Linked DNA regions of Zea mays: region 2 is linked to region 1. The links are chromatin contacts, called in public Hi-C maps. All regions are on one chromosome and are shown on one strand. The core of a region is the stretch at or near the end of the contact, and the rest is flanking DNA. Distances in the headings are between cores, read along the strand shown.

What was found. Hi-C and Micro-C count contacts between places; a contact is called where the count stands out from the background.
Region 2: a contact with region 1 is called in a Hi-C map of leaf, with 3 times the contacts expected there. The contact joins the promoter of LOC100284772 here to the promoter of LOC103646394 in region 1. A contact is called at or near these places in 10 of 25 Hi-C or Micro-C datasets (bundle sheath, ear, endosperm and 4 more) and 1 of 3 datasets of contacts at active chromatin or transcription factors (leaf).

Annotation. Positions count from the first base shown.
Region 1 is chr2:47,581,279-47,584,808 of Zm-B73-REFERENCE-NAM-5.0, forward strand. LOC103646394 reads left to right here and starts at 2,023. Exons shown (of 1, transcript XM_020549284.3): 1 at 2,023-2,838. The coding sequence starts at 2,220. The coding sequence ends at 2,561.
Region 2 is chr2:47,777,201-47,780,730 of Zm-B73-REFERENCE-NAM-5.0, forward strand. It overlaps LOC100284772 (22.0 kDa class IV heat shock protein), which reads right to left and starts at 1,945. Exons shown (of 1, transcript NM_001157667.2): 1 at 1,021-1,945. The coding sequence starts at 1,822. The coding sequence ends at 1,196.

The DNA.
Region 1 (3,530 bases), core at 773-3,272:
CCAAAGACATGCCTAGCTCACTAGCTATTTTTCCTGCGAAAGTTGGCCAATCTGTGGGCAGCCAAAATTTGGTCGGCCAATCCATGGGCATGGATAGCTTTGGGCACTATCCAAACATGCACAGAGTGACTGAGAACCTTTTTTTTCCATGCTGGTGTGATAGGGGTGCTGCGACACGGCACAGGCTAAGGAGGTGTTTGCTTCTCACCTTTTAAATTTTAGTTATTTTTAGTCTTTAAAATACCAAACAAGTTGACTAAAATAAATCTTTAAATATGATTTCTAGGAACAAGGATGACCGAAGGAAGGAAAATCCGCAAACGCCACCGCTTCCCCTGTCCGTCCGCCGTTCCGTTCGCCCCCGCACATGACTCAGAAATCCATGGCCGTTTTGATTCGCTGGTGGGCCGGGCCTGTTCGCCATGGCCATTTGCAGGTGCCAGCTGGCACCGACCCGACCGGATCTGCCGCTCGGTTCCCTTCTCAGTTCTGACCTCCGCAAGCTGCCACCGCCAGGCGCCACCAGCTCGTCACGCGCTTGTGCCTATGCCTGGGCGGCGTGGCCCGCCCGCTGCGTCTTCCTTCCGTAGCAGTGCAGTGCAGTGCAGCACAGCCAAGACAAGAAAGGACCAACCCAGCCCATGCATTCTAGTTGGGCCGAGCAAGACCAGGCACTGGCGGATGACTACATTAGTATATACGTACGTAGATCATTGGCTGGATGCCGGCCGGCAGCACGATCTGATGCAAATGTCACTCGCTGCTAGTGCTGTCATTGCCGCTATCCCTAGATTCTTACTAGTGTCATCAGTAGTGACTCCTGAGTCCTGAGCGGCCATCGCTCGGATCATGGCCCAAAGAAAGCAACAGCCGCGTGACGCGTCGACGGCGGCACCCCACGGCCACCGCCACCGCCGCCCGCCTGCCTTCGGTGGGGTTCTGTCTCTCTGTTTGCCGGTTTCTACTCCCTTGGCATCGACCCGCCTGGATACGGACGCGTATGCGTATACGGCCGGCCAGCCGCCAGCGTACCAAAGACAACACGGCAGCCCACCTCTCGCCGCAGAGCTTAATTTGCTAAGCTAATGGGGATCAGTGCACTGACTCCCATTACCATATGTACGTGTGTGTGCATGCTGATACGACGCATGCTGATACGACGACTGCATTTACGCACGCGCACATAGAAAACACGATGCTACCACTCCATATATTCTTTTTTTTTGTTGTTGTTCCTATCAAGTGACCTACCGGCCGTAGTTATATGAAACAACTAAATTAAAGGGGTTTCCATTTCCCGAGTAGGTCTGTACATATATGAAACAAAATGGAGCACTGGGATGTGGTTGTACACTTGTAGAGATTAAAGAAAACCGGAAAGAGAAAAATGGATCACTGGGAGATGTGGCTGTAGTACCACCTGTGTACAAATCAAAGAAAACCAGAAAGAGAAGAAAAGCTGACTGGCACCGTACACGAACACATGGGGATTCCCTTTTTTTCCATTTAATTTGTGCAGGCCTTTTTTTTCTTTCTTTCTCCCACCTTCTTTCTCCTTTCCCTTCTCTCGTCACCAACCCTGACAAACGTGTTTGAACTGCCCTGTTAGGGCGCCATGCTAGCGTAGCAGTAGATGCACCGTGCGTTTCAGAGGTGCAGTATGTATGCACTGCAAGTCTCAAGACGCGTCAACGATTCGTCCTGGCACCTCGGTTTCGTGTCACCGGCAGTATGTATGAACCCTCTGACCCTCTCCATTTGTTCCAGGAATGATGCTGGTCCTAGTCATTATCAATAAAACTAACTAAAAAAAAGTAAAAAGTGTGTCTGCTGCGCTGCATCAGCATTTTCCAGCCAGCTTGTTTCGTCCTAACGAATTGAGTGCATTGTCCGTCTCTCTTCAGTTTTTTTGTGGGTGTGGTTTCCCGCGTTTTCATTTCATTGATTTATTAATCCATATATTAGTTTTATATATAGTTTAAGAATACGTGTGCACTCTAGTGTCGGCGTGGGTGTCCCCTCCCTCCCCCTTTATATACAGTCACGGCACAGGATCGGAGCACGGGAACGCAACGCAACAGAGGGAGAAGGAAAGGAAACAGCAGAGCAGAGGCCACGAGCCCCCCCCCCCCCCCCCCCCCCCCCCCCCCCGCGCGAGAGAGAGAGAGAGAGAGGAGGCGCCGCGGAGCGAGCAGCGAGAACGAGCAAAGGCGCGAAGAATGGGGGAAGCTCCGCCTCCGTGCGCCATCGTGGGGCCACGCCGCGCCGCCGCGCACTCCTTCCGCCTGCCTCGCCACGGCCGCCGCAAGGTGCACGTGGTCCGGCTCGGCGGCCCTGGCGCGCGCGGCCGCGGCCGCGGGCTCCGGCTCCGGCAGTGGCTGCGGCGCGCGGCGTGGCGCCTCGCCGAGCTCTGCGTGGCGGCGCTGTCTGGCCACCACGGTCACCCGCACCCGGGGGCGCCGCCCAGCGCGGCGCACCCGCCGTGGACCGGCGTCGAGCCCTGCTTCGCCGCGCCCTTCGTCCCCGTCGCGCGGATGAAGCGCGCGGCAGCGCAGGCCTAGCTAGCTTGCCGCGATCGACGACAGGCAGAGTTGGTTACCGCTGCTACGCCGCCTACGCGTGACGCCGTGACGCCTGAAGTGAAGAGACTTGCTTCGCTCGTGTCGATCTCGGCATGTAGCAGCGAATCATGTAGGACAGGGGGCGCTCTCGCTGTGGTGCCCAGTGCGCAATGGCATATTGCACACTCCAGTGACCGTACTTAAATCTTATTGTACTTGTGTCTGCTGCTACTGATAACTAATGAAACATTGCTATCAAATATGACCGTCTAAAAAACGAGCTGCCGGTGTCGTCGTCCCAACCATGAGATCTCCAGATGACCACGTACGTGAAGAGTCCAGTTGAATGCTGGAAACAAGATGAAACGCGAGGCACAGGCCCGAGCTTTCCCACCACCACACCAGTTTGGTTGGCCGCCATATAATAACGCCTGATTTCTGCCTTCGGATCCCGTCCGTGGCCATGCATGGCGTCCGCACGCACGGTAGACGAGCTCGGACGATAATGCGGAGACGTACCGGTACCGGCGACCCGAGACGGTTGGGAGCCGATGGATGGGGTGTCGAGACCCACCCGCCCGCATGCACGCCGCCGTCTTCAATGACCGCCGGCGGATAAGGATTAAAGCGCAGGCGTCCTGGCGTTGCCGGCCTCACGGGCTCACCCTCAGCACACACCACACCGCCATGTGCGCGCGCTGCCACGCCCCCCGCCACCGAGCATTTAATCAACGGAGGCGCCCAACCTACCGTGCGTGCGCAAGTGTGCAACAAACAGAGCAACATGGCTAGTTGGCTAGCTTCTTCTCAAAACCGGTGAGATCCCCTGTCGTGGCCCCTCCTCCAACCGAGATTTGGCGGACCGATGCCTGATTGGGAGGACAAATCACATTAGAGGAGCTGCAATGGTGATTAGCTAAAAAATTAATAGTTGCTATATGTTGGTGTTTGGACACCGGTTGTCCTAAC
Region 2 (3,530 bases), core at 695-3,194, 200 kb after region 1:
ACAGTGCTCCCCGCGAAGCAGCGTGGGGGGAGAACAGTGCTCCTCCAGATCTGGCGTGAGAGAGAAGACGAGCGCCACCTAGGGGGCGCCGTAGAGGACGTCGTTGCGGGTTGAAGAGTTGTTCTGTATCCCCTACGCGAGCTACAGGATTAGGGGAGGGGAGGCCAAGAGTGAACAGTTGCAACCAGTCTTACCCCCTGCAGGGCCCCCTACCGGCCGGTCCCCTTCTCTCTCCCTCTAGATTTAGCGTTTCACTATTCACAGTATTCAGACTGTTTATTTATGTAGTAGTGGGTTAACGAGAAATTGTTAGTAGATGAAAAATTGATAGTAGTTGAAAAGTATATATAAGAAATGATATTTTATGATTGTAGTGGGGTATAAGGGGAACCGCTGTAAGAGATGAAAACGTAGTGAGTAAAATGTTGATGATGTGACAAAAAAATGATATAAAGAAAAAATTTAGAGGAACCACTGCGGATAGCCTAAGGCGACAATGAGAACAATGAGTGATCAAACGCTCTCACCACACTTGCCAATTTCAGCCCGAGACGCCGGTGCTGCCGCCTCAGCTGTCCCCCGCAGGAGGGAAAACTGGCAATTCTGGTGGCGTTGGTGGGAGGGACAGTTCAGGATAAGGAAATCTGAGAAGGAACTCATGCTTTTGAGCACGAGTTTGTCCTTAGTTATAGCGGATCTAGGGCGTGTTTGGTGTGGCGCCTAAGCCGCCACACCGCGCCACACTTTTGAGCCACAAGTGTGGCGGCCAAATTGGGCGCCACACTTGTGGCTGAAAAGTGTGGCGCGGTGTGGCGGCTTAGGCGCCACACCAAACACGCCCCTAGCTCCGCCAATGTCGCCCATCTCAGACGTTGTGGACGCGCCCACACAAAGCACAGTCGTATAAAATTCCCCAAATTACTTTCAGATTTTAGAATGCAGTTACCAATTAGTAAAAAAAACAGTCTCGCAAGTCGCAAGATCATCAGCAACTGTGTTTTTCAGCGGAAGGAAGATCGTAGTACACTAGTACTGTAGGTTTTTATTCCTCAGTAAAACATGGCACACTTCCACTCCATACAAGTGCATATACGCTGTCACAAAAAAGAAAAACGCGAACACATAAACTAGTAAAACTACGCACACGCGCAGAGCCATCTCCGTCATTGAGTCATCCCAATTCCCACCTCACTGTTCAGAGCTCCACCTTCTTGGTCTGATGACCATCTCCGGCGCCAGTTCCGATGCTCTCCTTCGCCTCGGCGCCACCGTCTCCTCCGGCGATCCCGACGACGCGCGGGCCCTTGATCTGCTCGGGCGCCAGCTTCCTGAATCGCACGGTGAGGACGCCGCTGTCGAGGCTGGCGGCGACGGAGTCGAGGTCGGCGTTCTCGGGGAGGCGGAACCGGCGCCAGAACCTGCCGTAGGAGCGCTCCTCGCGGTGCCAGTGGTCGCCCTTGCGCTCCTCCGCGCGCCGCCGCTCGCCGCTGACGCGCAGCACCCTGTTGTCCTCGACCTCGATCCTGAGGTCCTCCCTGCGCATCCCGGGCACGTCGACCACGATCTCGTGCGCGTCGGGGGTCTCGCGCCAGTCCACGCGCGCCATGGAGACCATGGCCACGTCGTCCCGGTCGAAGCCGAACGGGACGTGCTCCAGGATCCGGAACGGGTCGGCCGCCAGGAGGCCCACGTCGGACACCGCTGCCTCGTCGAGCCCGCGCCGGCCGCCGCCGAACCACGGGAGCAGCGCGCCGTCCGCCAGCGCCGCCGCTGTCACGGCGACGAGGCACGCGAGCAACAACGCTGCGGCTCTCCTCGACATCGTCACGGACCCCAAAGGCTTCAGTGCGTACGTGCGCACCTGGAACTTCGATCGAACAGGAACTCGACGATCAGTGAGCAAGAAACTCCACCCGATCAAAGCTGCTGCTTCCTTTTTCTGCGCTCTTCCTACCCAGTGTGTCTTCGCGATGGTGATGGCGCAGAGGCGACTACATTTATAGGTGTTGGTGAGGGAGTTGGAGAATGGAGCGCGCTGGCGGCGAGCCAGAAGGTTCGATGAGCTCGAGAGGATTCCAGGCTTTTGCCGAGGCTTGCCGCACGGCTTAACGACCTGATGGCGGGAGAGATCTCCCGAAGCATCTTAGTCGGTGTGTTTTTTTGGGCTGGGCCGAGTCACCGTTTCTTGTGGGCTCAGCGCTCATAGATCATACCTCACTTTCCCATGGGCCTCGTGCGCTACGACAGGGAAAAAGGCTATCAAATACGCACAACGTTCTGCTTCAGACTGCGACACGTACCGCAAATCTGAACAAAACCGTAAAACTGCTTCTCTGTAGATAGCTATAGCTAATTTCTCCGGTCTCCGCTGTTATCTCCGCTCCACATTTCTCGGTCTTTCTCCATTCTCGCCCGCACACCATGACAGTTGATCAGGGCCGGCCCTGAGCGGGCAGGGTGGACGGCCACTGGGTGCCCGAAACTATGGAGCCCTATATGGTATAGATTTTTAAGTAAAACAGTTGATCAGGGCCGGTCCTGAGCGGGCAGGATGGACGGCCACCTGGGTGCCTAAAACTATGGAGCCCTATATGGTATAGATTTTTAGTAAGACAGTTGATCAGGGCCGGTCCTGAGTAGAGATGTCCAAATGGGCCGTGCCCGTCGGGCGGCCCGTGGCACGACACGGTTTTGGCCCGTCACGAACACGGCACGGCCCGGTGGTTGACGGGTCCGGGCCGGCACGGCCCGTTAGTCGGGCCGGGCTTGGGCCGCTGCCGTGGCACGCCGTGCCGGCCCGAGCACAGCCCGGTTTTTTATTTTATTTTCCAGTGCATTTATTTGTATATTAGATGCAACTTTAATAGTTTAAACACAAAATAAGTTTGGTTTAATTGACTAGAGTGGTGTAGCTAAACATTTTAAACCCTCCAACCAAGGTTCAAATCCTAGAAAAGCTTATTTTTAATCTTTTTTTACTTATTTTTCTTCCCACCCGGTCAAAGCACGACGGGCCTTAGCGGGCTGCGGGCTGCGGGCCGGCCCGGCACGGCACGGCTATATGCGGGCCGTGCTTGGGCCTGGGATGTGGCACGGTGGCCCAACCCGGCACGGCCCGTCAACCTAATGGGCCGAAACGTGCCGGGCCGAAGGTGGGCCCGTGCCGGGCCGGCACGGTCCACCCGTTTGGACATCTCTAGCCCTGAGCGGGTAGGGTGGACGGCCACCTGGGTGCCCAAAACTATGGAGCCCTATATGGTATATATTTTTAGTAATTGATTTTAATTTAGTCATTCGGTAGTTTATTTGTTAGCTATTTGTTAACTACAATTTGTTAGAAATCTAAGAAACGAAAAGTCTACCACAGTCTTAAAGAAAACAAATCATCGCGAACTGTTAATACGACGCGGCGACACTCTGAATGTGTCTTCGTTAAATGACTATAACCATAGTGTATATTGTGTACTAGTCCTTGTATTATATATATTTGTATTTTTTTTCAATCTCGCGGATTAATTATTGATCATTGA